4 separate regions of the Mus musculus genome follow, and all the other regions are linked to region 1. The links are chromatin contacts, called in public Hi-C and HiChIP or PLAC-seq maps. All regions are on one chromosome and are shown on one strand. The core of a region is the stretch at or near the end of the contact, and the rest is flanking DNA. Distances in the headings are between cores, read along the strand shown.

Evidence for each region. A called contact is a pair of places that touch in the nucleus more often than the background predicts. HiChIP or PLAC-seq counts read pairs in DNA pulled down with a chosen protein or histone mark.
Region 2: an HNF4G HiChIP or PLAC-seq map of pancreatic cancer cells shows a contact between it and region 1. The contact joins two enhancer-like sites. A contact is called at or near these places in 2 of 484 Hi-C or Micro-C datasets (bone marrow-derived macrophages and embryonic fibroblasts) and 2 of 115 datasets of contacts at active chromatin or transcription factors (embryonic stem cells and pancreatic cancer cells).
Region 3: a Hi-C map of liver shows a contact between it and region 1, with 1.9 times the contacts expected there. The contact joins two enhancer-like sites. A contact is called at or near these places in 1 of 484 Hi-C or Micro-C datasets (liver) and 3 of 115 datasets of contacts at active chromatin or transcription factors (embryonic stem cells and pancreatic cancer cells).
Region 4: a contact with region 1 is called in an H3K27ac HiChIP or PLAC-seq map of stem cell-derived neural progenitor cells. The contact joins two enhancer-like sites. A contact is called at or near these places in 1 of 484 Hi-C or Micro-C datasets (bone marrow-derived macrophages) and 4 of 115 datasets of contacts at active chromatin or transcription factors (cardiomyocytes, embryonic stem cells, pancreatic cancer cells and 1 more).

The regions. Positions count from the first base shown.
Region 1 is chr7:49,396,129-49,399,789 of GRCm38.p6, reverse strand. Nav2 (neuron navigator 2) reads right to left here. Exons shown (of 39, transcript NM_175272.3): 4 at 1,635-1,707. Among named protein-coding and RNA genes, the nearest start is that of Gm51447, 40 kb to the left of the region's middle. Within about 2 kb of position 1,924, at least 111 of the 459 cell types and tissues checked have an H3K27ac peak or open chromatin away from gene starts, as enhancers often do. A contact at or near this core is called in liver, pancreatic cancer cells and stem cell-derived neural progenitor cells, where this site is marked.
Region 2 is chr7:48,898,624-48,902,284 of GRCm38.p6, reverse strand. No RefSeq gene overlaps it. Among named protein-coding and RNA genes, the nearest start is that of Gm2788, 19 kb to the right of the region's middle. Within about 2 kb of position 1,679, at least 27 of the 459 cell types and tissues checked have an H3K27ac peak or open chromatin away from gene starts, as enhancers often do. A contact at or near this core is called in pancreatic cancer cells, where this site is marked.
Region 3 is chr7:48,923,792-48,927,452 of GRCm38.p6, reverse strand. No RefSeq gene overlaps it. Among named protein-coding and RNA genes, the nearest start is that of Gm2788, 44 kb to the right of the region's middle. Within about 2 kb of position 2,097, at least 24 of the 459 cell types and tissues checked have an H3K27ac peak or open chromatin away from gene starts, as enhancers often do. A contact at or near this core is called in liver, where this site is marked.
Region 4 is chr7:49,118,765-49,122,425 of GRCm38.p6, reverse strand. 9130015G15Rik (RIKEN cDNA 9130015G15 gene) reads left to right here. Exons shown (of 4, transcript NR_154465.1): 4 at 1-489. It also overlaps a transcript of Nav2 not described here. Among named protein-coding and RNA genes, the nearest start is that of 9130015G15Rik, 42 kb to the left of the region's middle. Within about 2 kb of position 2,130, at least 48 of the 459 cell types and tissues checked have an H3K27ac peak or open chromatin away from gene starts, as enhancers often do. A contact at or near this core is called in stem cell-derived neural progenitor cells, where this site is marked.

The DNA of each region.
Region 1 (3,661 bases), core at 675-3,174:
TTCAGCCGTGAGAACAGGAGCCAATGCAGACAAGCCCAGCAGAGCACAGTTAGTATCTGTTCGGTAAATACTTCCTGTAAAGGCATCTATGCCTTCTGAGTATAAGAGAAGGTTGAACAAATGAAGCAGAGAGACAGACAACAGGCAGCTGCTAAGTGGCTAGAGTTCTCCTCCAGGCCTAAGGAAGGAGGCAAGACTGCACAACTCTGTAAAAGTCCCTGCAGATGCTCTCGTGGGAGAATAGAGACCTGCACCATTCCTAGACACTAAGAGGAACATGCTCTGCCACCTACTGGTCATCACAGGAATAGCACAGAAACACTGAATTTGTGTCTACTACTGAAGGTTCCAACAATGTACACTAAACCCACAGATGAGACTCATAGCTAAGGCAAGGGCAACCTTCTAAGGATTTTTCTATAAGTCCTGAGATTAAGGTTGGCTAAGCTACCCCTGAGATTCATGGAACCGATAACCAGACCTGCCCAAGGAGAATTACAACCATTTTCTGACACATTCCGCATAGAGTCACACTATGGATGTAGAAGCCGTGGATGCCACCCACCTCCAACATGGAGGAGACAACAGTTCAGAAACACAGCCTGATAGATGACGCAAGCTTTCATCTCTTCGCAAAGACAAGGCATTAGCCCATGCAGGACCCATAAGGTCTGCTAACTTACCTACTCCATCTGTGGACTCCAGCTTACTGCTCTCTCAGCCCCACCCCAGCTTCCAGGGCCAACGCTCTTTTTACATCTTTTCAGAGCACACTCCTGCTATGCCAGGAGGAACAACTGCACTGCCCCGACTGCACTACCTGTTCCGGGGAAAACTGGAGGCAGGTGCAGCCTAATGAGCTGGGGAGATGCCTGGCCTATGGCAGCTTCAGAGCCGGCAGCTGCCTGTGTTTACAAACAGGGGGAGGGGGAAGGAAGGGGAGAGAGCAAGGGGGGGGGAGAGAGAGAGAGATTGAGAGAGATTGAGAGAGAGAGAGAGAGATTGAGAGATTCCAGGTGGAAGTGTTGCCTGAGGACTGAGGAGGTAGATAATTCTGGCCAGCGGGCTCCAAACTATTATCCCACCTAACAACACTCCACTAGCAGACACTGTTGATGCTAATTAGCCACCAAATCCAAGTTAATTAAAAGCTAATCGGGAGGCTAAAAGGTGGTAGTGTGTTCGCAAACCTCACTCTCTCTGTCTTCAAGAGCAAGGTGAGATGTCACCAGCAAGGACTAAGCAGTTCCCTTGGGCGCTGGATGGTTGGACTTGGTTCTGTGGTTGGATATTCTCTTTCCCACAGATAATGGCTGGTTGATAACCTGCTGCGCCACGGGACAGGGAATCAGTGTTGTTGAAGCAGGAACTTCTCTAACTGGAGCAGTGTGCTCCCATTCTCTTCCCCCACACCCTCTGTGGCATGCAGATGTGGCATGCACACAGGGCTGCATTCTTAGAGTGATCTGAGAACTGTGAGAAAGTTAGTAACGTCAACTGTGCTGGAAAGGGCACCCAGCCAGGACAGCCCACCGGCACCCCTGGTCAGGACTGCAGCAATTGACTGTTAGGTAACAGGTGGGCCTTAACAGGTGGGTATCACAAATGATGAAAAGGCGTGGGCCCTGACTCACCTTCTGCAGACAGCCCCTGGGTGTTGATTCCCTTAGCTGCCAGGAAATTCAAGCAGGCATCTATGTTTTCAATCTAGAGGGGAAAAACACAAGACACGTTTAATAACCATTCAGCTTTCTCCAGACCCACTCACGAGGAGCCAACAGCAAGCAGAATGCACTCGAATTGACCAATGAGATAGACGGGAGCGACGAGGTTAGGACTCTCAAAACGCTGTCTGTACTAGCGCAGGAAGCAGTTACTTAATATCCTAACCACACGGTGCCAAAAGTCGAGGCCTTGGACTGCTCACAGATGCCAAAAATAACCAGGGCGGAATGAGATCTCTCATCTTGATCAATGTCACCACAGTGTGATCCTCAAAGCCGGAGCAGTTGCCAGTAACACGGAGGTGGAGATGAAATTGATAGACCCACCCATCCTCCAGTTGCTGGGGGGAAATTTCCAGTCAGTAAAGAAGCAGGCAGTCAGATGTCCACATGGTGAGCGGCAGTTTCAGCAGGAACCAGGGTTTACCCACAAAATTCTCAGCCTGGCAGGAATTGCAGGTGACCACAGAGTCCCATGACCTCTGGGATGCCGCTGTCCTTTGTCCTCTCTGTGGCAAGGATAGAGCCACCAGCCGGAGTCTGGGAGGCTGCCCGTGTTTGCTAGTGTTGACACCAAGGCCAAGGGCAAATCGATGTCAGGCCTCGAACAAAAAAGCAATTAGGTCATTCCCAAAGGTCTGATTTGACTTCGGCTGTCAGGCCTAATTACTTTTTTTGTTTTAAAGGAGAATATTCTGGCTTGATGAATGTCTCTGGTGACCAAAAGTAAAAGAAACGGCTTTTAACTGGGCACAGCGACCTTTGGACATCACAGAATTTGCACTACACAGTGCCAGTTCCACCACTCCCATCCACAACTAATTCCTGTAATGGGATTTCCCAGACTCTCCAATGTTTATATGCACTCAACCCAGTATGTACGCCACGGAATTTATTCTAAATTAACAGAGGACTGCCTTTCACAATGAACATATTGTCCTTATCCCCACTCTCAGGCAATGTCTTGATGGCTCTAGCTGGCGAGAGTGTTTTAGTTTAATAGCTCCGAGCACAGCTTGGCTCTGGGCTGGTCCTCATGAATTTGATTCACCCTCCTCTATGAAGTAGACTTCATTCTGCCACTGACTTCTGGCATTCTCCCTTTCCACTCCAGCTTGTAGATCTGCTCCTACCTCCTGAGGCCTTGGGTTCCAGGAGGGTGTTAAAACATCGAACAAATTCCATGCTTTTATCATGGTCTCACTGGGAGGGTGGTCCCCACGGTGGTGGTGGCTCCCACTGTTTAACTCATTAAACAGGCCCCAGGCCACCTGACTGAAACTGTGCCATCTTAGAAGAGCCCACACAGCCTCCAGCTAGAAGTAACTCTCTGTAGGGAACCCCCTTTTTAATTTATTTGTTTATTATATGTGTATGAGTACACTGTAGCTGCCTTCAGACACACCAGAAGAGGACATTGAATCCCATTACAGATGGTTGTGAGTCACTATGTGGTTGCTGGGAATGAATTGAACTCAGGACCTCTGGAGGAACAGTCAGTGCTCTTAATTGCTGAGCCATCTCCCCAGCCCCACCTTTGTTAAAACCCGGGTTCCCACTCCTTCCAGCCCACCTTGAAGGTCCTCCCCAGGCTGCTTTATAATCATGAGACCACTAAGTGAGAGCACCTTAGAGGGAAATGAAAGTGGGGAGAAAGGAAGAGATCACTTCCTGAACCCTATCACATGGTGTGTGGAGGGTGACCTGCTCCCATTTGAAAATATAGTAAGAGTTAGATTTCCAAATACTGTTTTACCCTATTACAAAATCTTGCTTGTAAGAGAAAATATTAGTCATAAAAAGAGAACACTGTCTATGATGGTTTTGTTTCTATTTATACAGCAAAACACATAATAGAAGATTATGGGACCACAAAGAAGCACTGTTTTATAGACAAATACATGTAATATGTTTACACACACACACACACACACACA
Region 2 (3,661 bases), core at 430-2,929, 500 kb after region 1:
TTCAGCCTCCATAAGAATGAAGGCTTTTCTATACATTAATTTATTTTAGTAAATAATTATTCTGTTTGGGTGAGGGAATACACGTCTCCATAATTTAATAATTGGGAGGCTATTAACGTGTGATTAATAGGAGTCATAAATGAACACTGATAGTTTAAAATTACTTTTTTCACTCTGAATCAATGAGATAAAGAGGGGTGGTGGGGTGGGAGAGTTTCCCCCCTCCACCTCCCACTCCTGAGAACAGAATGTATTATTTCTTCTTGGTGTGAGAGCTGACTCTGACACCTACTGTGCTTCTCTTTAGAGGTGTGCGTGTGTGTATGTGTGTGTGTGTGTGTGTGTGTGTGTGTGTGTATGTGTGTATGTGCATGTGTATCTGTGTGTTCATACTAAGAAACAGAAGAGCTAAGGAAAATCGGCAAGGAGGCAGCACAAAGTGGCCCGATCTTTCTAGTCTAGAGATCCCTCTGCCTCCTACCACCATGCCTATGAGAATTTGTTGCTCTGGCTCTGAGGAAAGCTAACAAGAAAATAGCAAATACTGGTAAGGACATGGAAAGCCATGAACTCTCATGTGTCCTTGGTTAGCGATGAGTCGGCGCAGCAGTAATGGAGCGGTATGGACATCCCTCAGAAAACTGCTTGCTGTGCAAGAACGAAGACCCGAGTTCGGATCCTCAATGTCCACTTAAAGGTGCTCATCTGAAGTCCCAGAGCTGGGGCAGGTTGGGGATGCGTCTAGACAAAGAGCAAGTTGGGGGAAAAAAGGTTTATTTGGCTTCTAAGCCACAGTTCTTGATTGAGGAAAAGCAAGACAGGAACTCAGCAGGACATGAAGCTGAAACCACAGAAGAGCCTGCTGACTGGCTTTCATGTTCATCTCATGCTCAGCCTGCTTCCTTATATAACCCAGGCCCACCTGTCCAGGGGTGGCACTACCCACCGTGGGCTGGGCCCTTCCACATCAATCAGCAATCAAGAAAATGCCTCAGAGACGTGCCAGGAGTCAATCTGATGGAGGCAGCTTCTTAACAGAGGTGACTCTAGTTTGTATCGGGTTGACAATAAAAAACAAACAAACAAACAAACAAACAAAAAACAGTATAGTATGTGATATCGCAAAGCCCGTGGTCAGGCGAGAAATAAGTTTGCAGAGAGCTATATAATACCAAGGGTGACAGTCCTCCTACACCAGGAGCAGGAGACAGAGCTGTGGCAGCAGTGTTAGGGAGGGCTCCCTGCAGGAGGTATCTTCATGGGGACTCTTACTGCATTCTCTGCCTTTTTTGTTTACTAGTAGATGTACTTATTTCTGCACTTAGATGTGGGTGTCAACCCTCTACACAGAGAGAGACACACACACAATCTATTATTAACCATGTCTGGTTTGCTGCTAAACTAAACAGAAAAACAGGATGCAAAGCTGGCATTAAGTTCTCACAATAATCCTTCCTCCCCACAGGCCCAAGGCCCTGAGACAGGCTCCAATGACATTACAGACCTGGGGACACCATTTCTACTGGACATTTAGTACGTTTTAGTTAGTGACACGAGTAAATAAAGTTCATTTCAACTCTGAAAGGATAGGACCAGGTGCCTTGAACAGCCAACTATCCACGAGTGAGGGGAAACAGAAACCTTATGCCTTAGCATCACACCTGTGGCTGCACAGGAAAGACAAGGGGGGGGGCACTGTGGCTCTGCATAGCAAATAGCCAGGAGCCATGCTGCTAGAAATCAGTCACAGTGAGCTTGTGTGATCAGGGAGGGAGGCACAGAGGAGGGGGCTTAGACCTTTTTGTCCCGCCAAGTCTGGGGGTGAGGGGGTGCAGCACATTCACCAGCCAGTGGCCGAGATAGCTGTGAAGGAAAAGATCAGGCTTACACAACTGCACAGAAAGCAGAGCACACCCAAGGACGACTCACTGTGGCTTCAGAAAAAGAGGCAGGAAGAGGGGAAGGCGGGTGTGGATTCTGTTCACATTCATGACCCAGAGAAGCCCCCTCAGGAAACAGGATGGTAGTGACTCAGTCATTTATTTATCCCATGAGAACTAAGAGAGAGGTGACATTCCATGAAATAACTGAGTTCCACGAGAACTCAGAAGAGGCAAAAAGCAGAGCTGAGCCTGATAGTTCAGGCGGTACAGGTGGTGTGCCCCTGTAGTCTCATCTACCTAAGAGGCTGAGGGAGGGAGATGGCAAATTCAAGGCTCACCTGCGCTATTAGATATGTTCAAAAATAGCTGGAGAAACTCAGCAAGACCCCGTCTCAAAAAAACAAGTAAAAATAATGGGGATGGAAGCAGAGAAGATATGTTCAAAGGTGGGGCAATTGTACAGTGTGGAGATCCCAGCTCAAAGGATAGTATTGAAAGAAAGGGGGGAGAGAGAGAGAGAGAGAGAGAGAGAGAGAGAGAGAGAGAGAGAGAGAGAGGGAGAGAGGGAGAGAGGGAGAGGGAGAGGGAGGTGGTAAAAATACAATATTGCAATGTAGGAGTATTAATTGTAGCATTGTAGAAGCTATCAGCAATACATCAAGATGAATCACAGTTGCTCCTACTGAGTAATCGGGTTCCCCAGTCCACTCATTTCCCCTACAATGATAGACTTCAGGCAGACAGGAGGCAGAGAATCCAAACCAAACCCCTTCTATACCACAGAAAGGATGCTGATTCGACCAAAAGATCATCCTCTGAGTAGCCACAGGACCTCAGGAAACTGGCCTCGGCTTCCAAATTGCTGAGTTTTGCTCTGCACTGCCTGGCTATTCCAACCGACTTCAACCTGGGTTTTGTCCTTGAAGCTATTGCTGCATATATAAGAAGAGCCTTAGTATTTCTTGGGTGCAAATCTTGCTGGTGCTTAGTAACAACAGCCCATAGGGATGCTGCAAGATACTGGGAAGGCGAGTAAGAGATGTGAGAGTGCAGAGGAGGGTGTCGCAGTTGCTTCTATTTTTAACAGGTGAAGAAGAGGTCCCAAGAGCCCATTATCAGCCAACAGGAAACAGAATGAGAACTCCTGACTCCTTGTTCTGAGTTCTGTCTGCCAAGCCATCTTACCCACACGGCAAGAGTGTTGAGCATTTCTTGGTTAAAGGTCTTCCTGGCATTGAGGAACAGCATCCGGGAGAGATGTTATACGGATGCAGGGAAAACATACAGAGCGAGCACACCGTGCCAAGCTTTGCGCTCCGTTCTCTTCGTGTACTGACCTCTTTCGCAGTGAGACAGGGACATGAGGTTGCCATCATGATCTCTACAAAGGAGGAATTGAGGCAAGGGTTATGAAAGCTGCGTGAGTCCGCACATCCAGTGAGCAGCTGCTGTCTCTTCATGGAAGCCATCAGGTTGAGAACTGGGCTCTGACTGTTGTGAGACTATGGCAGCAGACGGACCTGGCTATGCTTTCCCAGGAAAGAAGCCACCTTCAAGGGTGTAGAGGAAGCGTGACCCCTGCTTACACGTACCGCCGTTTCCGTTGATTTGAAGCAAATCCTGTGATCTCTTTTGTGGTCCAGTATCTCTTTGAACATATTTTCCTCTCCAAAAGATTCACCAAAAATTTGCCCTGGAAACAAGAAGCAATATTGTTACTTGTCAATTGCTGTGACAAAACACCATGACCAGGGCAACTTATAGCCGGAAGACATTAT
Region 3 (3,661 bases), core at 848-3,347, 470 kb after region 1:
TATTTGAATATTTAGTCCCCATCTGGTACAACTATTGGGTAAGGATTAGGATTAGTGGGGCCTTGTTGCAGCAGGTGCGTCACTGGGGTCAAGCTTTGAGGCTTCAAAATCCTCCTAGCATCCCCAGTGCACTCTTGACCTCCTGCTTGGGGTTTTGAGATGTGAACTCATAGCTGTTCCTGCCACCATGTCTTCATTCTGCCATCATGGACTCACCCTCAAAAAACCAAAAGCCCCCAAATAAACTTTTTCTTCTCTAAGTTGCTTTGGGTGTGGTATGTGATCACAGCAATAGAAAAGTAACCAGGACAGGCAGGGTGCGAGATGTAATGAGTAAGTCAAAGCTGCGGGTTTCCCTCTCTTGAATTATACAGTCAGCCTGTTTTTGGAGTTCCATAAGGGGCAGGAATCATTACTCAGAAGCATCCCTAAGGCAATGGATGCTGGCGGTAAAGGGTGGGAGGGGGTGGTTCTTAAATGTGAAGGTGGTTGATACAAAGGACTCCTGCCAAGCCAGTTAGCCAGGGGACAGCAGACAAATAGGCACAGGGATAACTTTAACTGGTGTCTTCCTTAGGATTACTATTGCTGTGATAAACAAAACAAAACAAAACACCATGACTAAAAAAAATTTTTTTAAAAAGCAATTTGGAGAGAAAGGGGTTAATTTCATCTAACAGTTTCACATCACAGTGAAGATCACTGAGAACAGCCAGAGGAAAAACTCAAGCAAGGCAGGAACCTGGAGGCAGAAACTGAAGCTGAGATCGTGGAAGAATGTTGCTTAGTGGCTTGCTCAGCCTGCTTTCTTGTAAAACCTAGGACCACCAGCCCAGGGATGGTACTGTCCATCTCCCACATCAATCATTACCTGGAAAATGTACCACAGGCCAATCTTTTGGGCCTTTTTTCATTTCTCAATGTAGGGACACTTTCTCAATTGAAGTTCTCTCTTCCAAATGACTCTAGGTGGAGTCAAGTTGACATAAATCTAGCCAGGATAACTAGTGTCCTTTCCCCTGTTGTTGCCCGAGGCCACATCAAAGCAGCTGAACTGGAGCCTGAGGTTCCGGGGTGATAGCAGAGCAAGAAGAAACAGAGGCAAACTGTTGAGCTAAAGGCAGGAAATCTTTCAAAGTCCCCCTTGCCAGGCCTGGACATAGGAGTGTCAGACCCTGTAGCTGTCTGCACAGAGTTCATACTGTCAATAGCAGACCTGAAAGAAACTAGGACTAGTCTGAGTCACCTCTTACCTCTCCCCTAACCGAGTCAGATACCATATGCTGTGATGAGCAGGAGAGACAGGCATGGCAGAAATCTCAGATGTGGGGAAATCCCCAGGCAGGGGTCCTGCACCTAGCCCATGTGCACCAGTTCTGGCAAGGTGAGCTAGGCGTCCCAGAGAGAGATAACTTCAGAGTGATTTCTGGGCAAAGCCTGGGCAAGTGAAAATCTGCCTGAATTCCTCCTCTGGAATCCAGCAGGCAAATAAAGACCAGGAGACGCTATGGCCAAAAAACATGTAATGTATCTGTTTTTAACATCAGAAAGACAGAAACCTAACCTCGGTCAGTTCAGCAAGATTTTATTGAATCTCGTATATCATCACTCTTCTTCTGTGTGGCATTTGTTCTATTTAATCTGCTAGCGAGTACTCAGGCAGGCAGATAGGACTCTGTTTTCAATTATCACTGTCCTGTTGTTCAATTATCCTGCCTGTGGATATATCCACAAATATCACGCACTCAAGTAAACCTGGGAGGCTCCTACCTAACGCTAGCTCACAGGCAGTGTAAGCCCAGGAAAATCTCTATATGCTCTCTTCTTGACTCAACTGCCTCTCCTGTAAAATGGGCAGAGCAAGAGTACTTGCCTCACAGGGTTACCATGGGAATTACGTGAACTAATGCAGTCTAAGCACCTAGAACACTACAGAAGTGCCTAGCAGTTCCATTCTTTGCTATTTTAAGGAGTGAATATGAAAGTCGCTCTGTGGACAAATTCCAGGCATTTCCTGTTTAGCACAACTCTTCTGCTATGTCTTCCTGATAAGGAGAGAAAGAGGAGGGTTATAGCCAGGGCATTGGGGGCAGGACATAACACTGGAATGTGCTGGTGTCAGACCTCACAGAGCAGTCCTGGAGGCCACATCTATGCCAGCTATGGCCCTATTGGTGCAGATAATGTTCTTAACCGGGTGGAAGAAGAATGCTAGGTACTGGTAGACATATACCCTGCTCCACTTTGGTCTTTTAACAGCCAGTGTTGCCTCCCCTCCCTGGTCCTGGGGATGTCCATGGGAAGTCATGGCATAAGAACATCACTGTCATGATGTTATCCGCCAACATAGAGAGCGGGAAGAGCAGCAGGGTGGGGAGCAGCCTCAACTGCTGGCTTGACTGAGCAAAGTGTCTTTGTTGGGGTTCCACCATGACCAGAAGGAAGTTGAGGAGGAAGGGGTTTATGTGCCTTACACGTCAACAGCACTGTTCATCAACAAAGGAAGTCGGGACAGAAACTCAAATAGGACAGGAAACCTGGAGGCAGGACCTGATGTTGAGTCCTTCATGGGCTTGCTCTCCCATGCTTTCTTATAAAATCCAGGACCACCATCTCAGGGGAGGTACCATCCACCATGGACTGAGGCTTCCCCTTCAATCACTAATTAAGAAAACGTCCTACAGCCAGATCTTATGGAGGAATTTTCTCATTTGAGGCTCTGAACTTTCAGATAACTCTATCTCCCATCAAGTTGACATAAAACCATCCAGCAAACAAAACTACCTTGCTTATTCTGTCACCTTACCTGTAGAGTAAACTCTGGGAACAGACCTTTGTCCTAGCCCTTAGCCCATCCTGAACTGATGGTTTTAGCCACCTCTACAGTTCCTGAGTTCTACAGCCCTGATACCTCCCTCTGTCTGGTGCCTAAGGGGTGTCACTGGTTAAGCCTGCTGTATCCTGGGTTCTGTCTGCAATTATCCCCCCAGAGTGACATCTGCTTCTCTAGCAATGTACCAGCTCAAGGAAGGAAAACAGGATTTACTCCCAATGACAACTTAGACTGATTGGCCATGTCTAGCTAGAATGCAGTATCTGGAGAGTGGTCCGTGTACAGGCCAGTCAGCGTCAACTAGTGCAAGTTCAGGGGAAAGAGATAACAAATTTATGGTTTGTACATTGGCTGATACTATTCTGGGCCCAACAGCCCAAATCTTTAGCCTCTATAAGAAAATTTCCTCTATAGAAAAAATCCCTCAGATTTGACCTCTGAGGGTTCCAAGAAATTGCCAAATTCAGGTTTCCCAAAATGGAAAGCAATCCCCACAGACTCCCAGGGGACCACTAAAACCTTACTAGGTGGTGGCCAAGGACAGCCTGCCCAGCCCCCACAGGCCTTAAAGGCAGCCTATAAATTGTTCCAGCTGAGATGTTTCAGTTTGAGCACGGAAAGCCCCACATCCCAAGAACACGAGTCCCATACATTTTTGTTTGACCGTTGACGATACCGACAGCGGAGGTAACCAAACCTCCTCTATGTGGAGGAAGTGTGCCTCATTGACTCTGCACTCTGCAGCTCATCTGGGAGATGTCTAACCCCAAGGACTTCCCATTCCGTGGTGCGTCCACGGGGCGTGTGGCTGAAGCAGGAAGATGATAG
Region 4 (3,661 bases), core at 881-3,380, 280 kb after region 1:
CAGAAGTTATATCAGCCATAGAGATGGATGAAGTTTTATCATTTATAGGACAATGAATTCAACCAGACTTCATTATAATAAATGGATTAAGCCAGTCTCAGAAAGACAATGTTTTCTCTCTTACACGATTCCTAGATTTAATATAGATATGTAAAGCCATGCATGTATGTAATAAATGTAAAAGTGAAACTGTCTAGGGAGCAGGGGACCTAACTGAAAGGGGAAGAAGGGTGCAGGTGGGGGTGGGGAGGAATATACTCAATGCATATTACATATGTATGTGAAAATATCCATACCCAACAAGCGACAGGTGCAAAGTATAGACACAATGAAACAAATAACAATAAAATAAACTCAACAGGAAAACAGAATTCAGTTGTAATGCTCTGGAAAAACTGTTTCAAATTAGAATTTAAGATACATAGATACGCCTGGCAGTGGTGGTGCCGGGCGGTGGTGGTGCACGCCTTTAATCCCAGCACTTGGGAGGCAGAGACAGGCGGATTTTTCTGAGTTCAAGGCCAGCCTGGTCTACAAAGTGAGTTCCAGGACAGCCAAGACTATACAGAGAAACCCTGTCTGGAAAAACCAAAAAAAAAAAAAAAGGTACATAGATACATATTTTCTACAGAAAGGACCCTGAATGCAGACTAAAGATCAGTTTGTAGAAGGCACTAATCTCTTACTAGTGTCCCCCTCCCCTGCTCCTGATCAGCTACTTATTGTCACTTATTCTGACCTTGGAGGACAATGTTTTAAAACGAGAAAGACCTCTCAGAGGTTTTTAACATGAAATGTTCCATCCTCCTTTTTTACTACTGGAAAATAGTGGAAAACCTGACTCCCTTTGGATTCCTGTAGAGATTTTATCAGTTGGGCCTTGGAGTCGGCTCTGTACACCCACTGACTGGCTCAGCCTGCGCAGCCAGAAGGGGGCAGCACCACTCCGCAGAATTCCCTCCGGGCTTTGCTTTTCTGGTAAGTTCCCGCTGGCTGGCACCACACAGTCAGGTTGGCATGGCTTTCAACCTCCTGCCTTAGCATGCTGGAGGTGTATGTACCTTCGGGAGGGCGTGGCAAAACCAGCAGGCTAGACTCAATTTGCAGTGCCCGAGTGCACCTGAAATGTACTCTGGCATTTCAAGTAAAACTGTCAGGCTGTAGACGGAGGAGGCCACTTCAGCTTTGCTGGACACTTTACAGTCTGCTGAATGGCATCTTCTTCCGTCTCTCATCCTTGGGAGCTATGGGGAGCCAGTGTGTGTGTGTGTGAGTGTGTGTGTACACGTGCACGCGCACGCACGCACGCGCATAGGCATACACACATCAGTATGGACAAGCTGGAAGCTGTGAAGGAAGGCTTTCTCCTGGTGCTGACCCAGGGCAGAGAGCTGCGGGTGCAAAACTCTGTCTCCTGCTTCACCCTGATGAAGCTCTTACACTCTTCTGCCCTGGGGACGGGAGGTACCTAGGAGCCAGGCACATTGGATACCTAACCTTTCTATGGCTCTCAGCACCAACACCGTCACCTCCTATACCTTCTAGGGGCTGTCCCCTCCGCCATCCAGATGACACTGAGGGGGAGGTTTTCTTCAAACAGAAAAACAAAGCATGGAAGAAAATAAATGCACTTTATTCACTGCCCCCCGCAGCCCCCGCCCCCCAAAAAGAGAGCCTTGCATTGGGCAGGAGCTTCACGAGACAGGTGGCTTTCCTGGGTCCCTTCCAGTGATTCATGCAGTAGCAGAGACAGCCTTTCTTCTTCTTCTTTTTTTTTTTTTTAGACCAAGAGGCTTGTCCTGTCCCCACATAAATGTGTCCAGGAAGAGCACGTGACTACTATGCTGAATACACCGGCAGTACGACCTCAAAGCCTGTGTCTCTTCTCTTGTTTCCCCTCCCCTCCTCTCCTATTCTTTTCTTCCCTTTACCCACTCTCTGCTCTCGGTTTTTTGCTGGGCACGATGGACACAGAAAGAATCTCTCTGGCCACGTTCATTTCGCCGCCACGGGCAGGATGCTCTCGGCACCAACGCTCCCTTTACCCTGTTGCCCTGCCCCCATACACTCACGCTGCAGTGTTAACTCTAAAGAACTCGGAAATTCCTGGGTGGGCAGAACTGTGGCCTGGGAAACCGTCCTTCACAGACAGCGTTTTTTTCAAGAGAAAATGCCTCACTCACAGCCTGCCACTGGCCAATGAACGCGCCTCGGCTCTCAAACGCAGCGCTGAAACTGGCTTTTTTCCCCCCATTTCCTCTCCCAAATGCCAATGATATCTGTGAGCCTGAAAAATATACTGTTCTTCTTATCCTTCATGGCACAAAGCGGTTTCCTCTCAGCCCGTGATGAACAGATCTCTGGTCCAAATGGGATCCAGCCTAGGCAGCTCTGCTATGCCAGGGTGGCTCTGGGAGAGGCTGAGGGTGAGGAGGGAGTTCGGGGCCCATTGAGGGAGGTGTTGGTGCCTCTGCACTCCCAGACAGAATGGCACTGCCCCAGTTTTCTGGGGATTGTGTTCAAAGAGGGGCTAAGGGATGGCCTGAGCCCCCAGTGACTAGAAACTGTGAATTCCCAGTAGACACCCTGCACCCTCTGATGGTTCTATACATCCCTGGATTTCTTTCACTCTGGCTCTTGCCCTTTGGAGCCCCTGGGGTGGTGGTAGTGGGGCAAATGGCCACCCACTTTTTCTCTAACCCTTCTTGCCACCTGCTCCTTACAGGGTTCTGCCCTGTGTCCTGTGCTGCCTTCATCAAGATCTGGGCTGCTCTAACTCAGCCATAGGAGTAGGGCCCCTCATCAGTAATTCACTGGCCCCCTTCCTCCATAGGGTGGGGGACCCGAAAAACTCAGCAGCTTCTGAACTGTGGGGCAACAGAGTCCTGGATCATCATCCTTAGCAGAGGAGAGGAGAGGAGAAGAGAGGATGAGAGGGGAGAGGAGGGGGGAGAGGGGAGGAAGGGAGGGGAGAGAGAAAAAAAGCTAAGAAAGGCAATGACCACAATCCAGAACCATTCTAGAAGTTCAGTATACTTCAGGGGGGGGGGGAGGCATTGCTCTAAAGGATGGGTGTTTTCCCACCACTGCCTTCCTGCAGAAACAAAGGAAGCAGGACGTGGCTGGCTTCATAGACTCCTTCTTCACAGTTTCTCATTCTGTTTCGACAAGACAGCTGCTAAGGCTGCTATTCTTAAACCCTGTGTGCAACCTCTGAGTTCCTGTAGCCAACACACGAAGGAAGCTGTGAACGTGCACACCTGGTGGGCGGTGAGTCCCAGAGGGAGGGTGGGTGTGGAGCCGGGGAGCCAGGCGAATGCACCCAGGTGGCTCCTGGCCTGGGATTGCCACCTGAGGCCACAACCCAGCCAGGGGGGACTTGCATGGCGAGGGCATGACCTTTAGATGTCCACCTCTGGGGCATGTAGGAGAAACTCTAAGAAGGTTCCTATGGTCCTTACCCCTGTGGAGCTCAGAGCTTGGTTTACATAAATAGAGAACTTGATTGCAATTCCAAATAAGCCCATTGACCCCCTGCCCATGTTCTGATAGCAACTGTGGCAAGAACAGTGATAGAAGTGGGTAATCCTAATCTCAGAGAAGCCATGGGGCCATGTGGGAAGAAAGGAGCTTTATACAGGGCGCTTAAGGATGGGGTGCC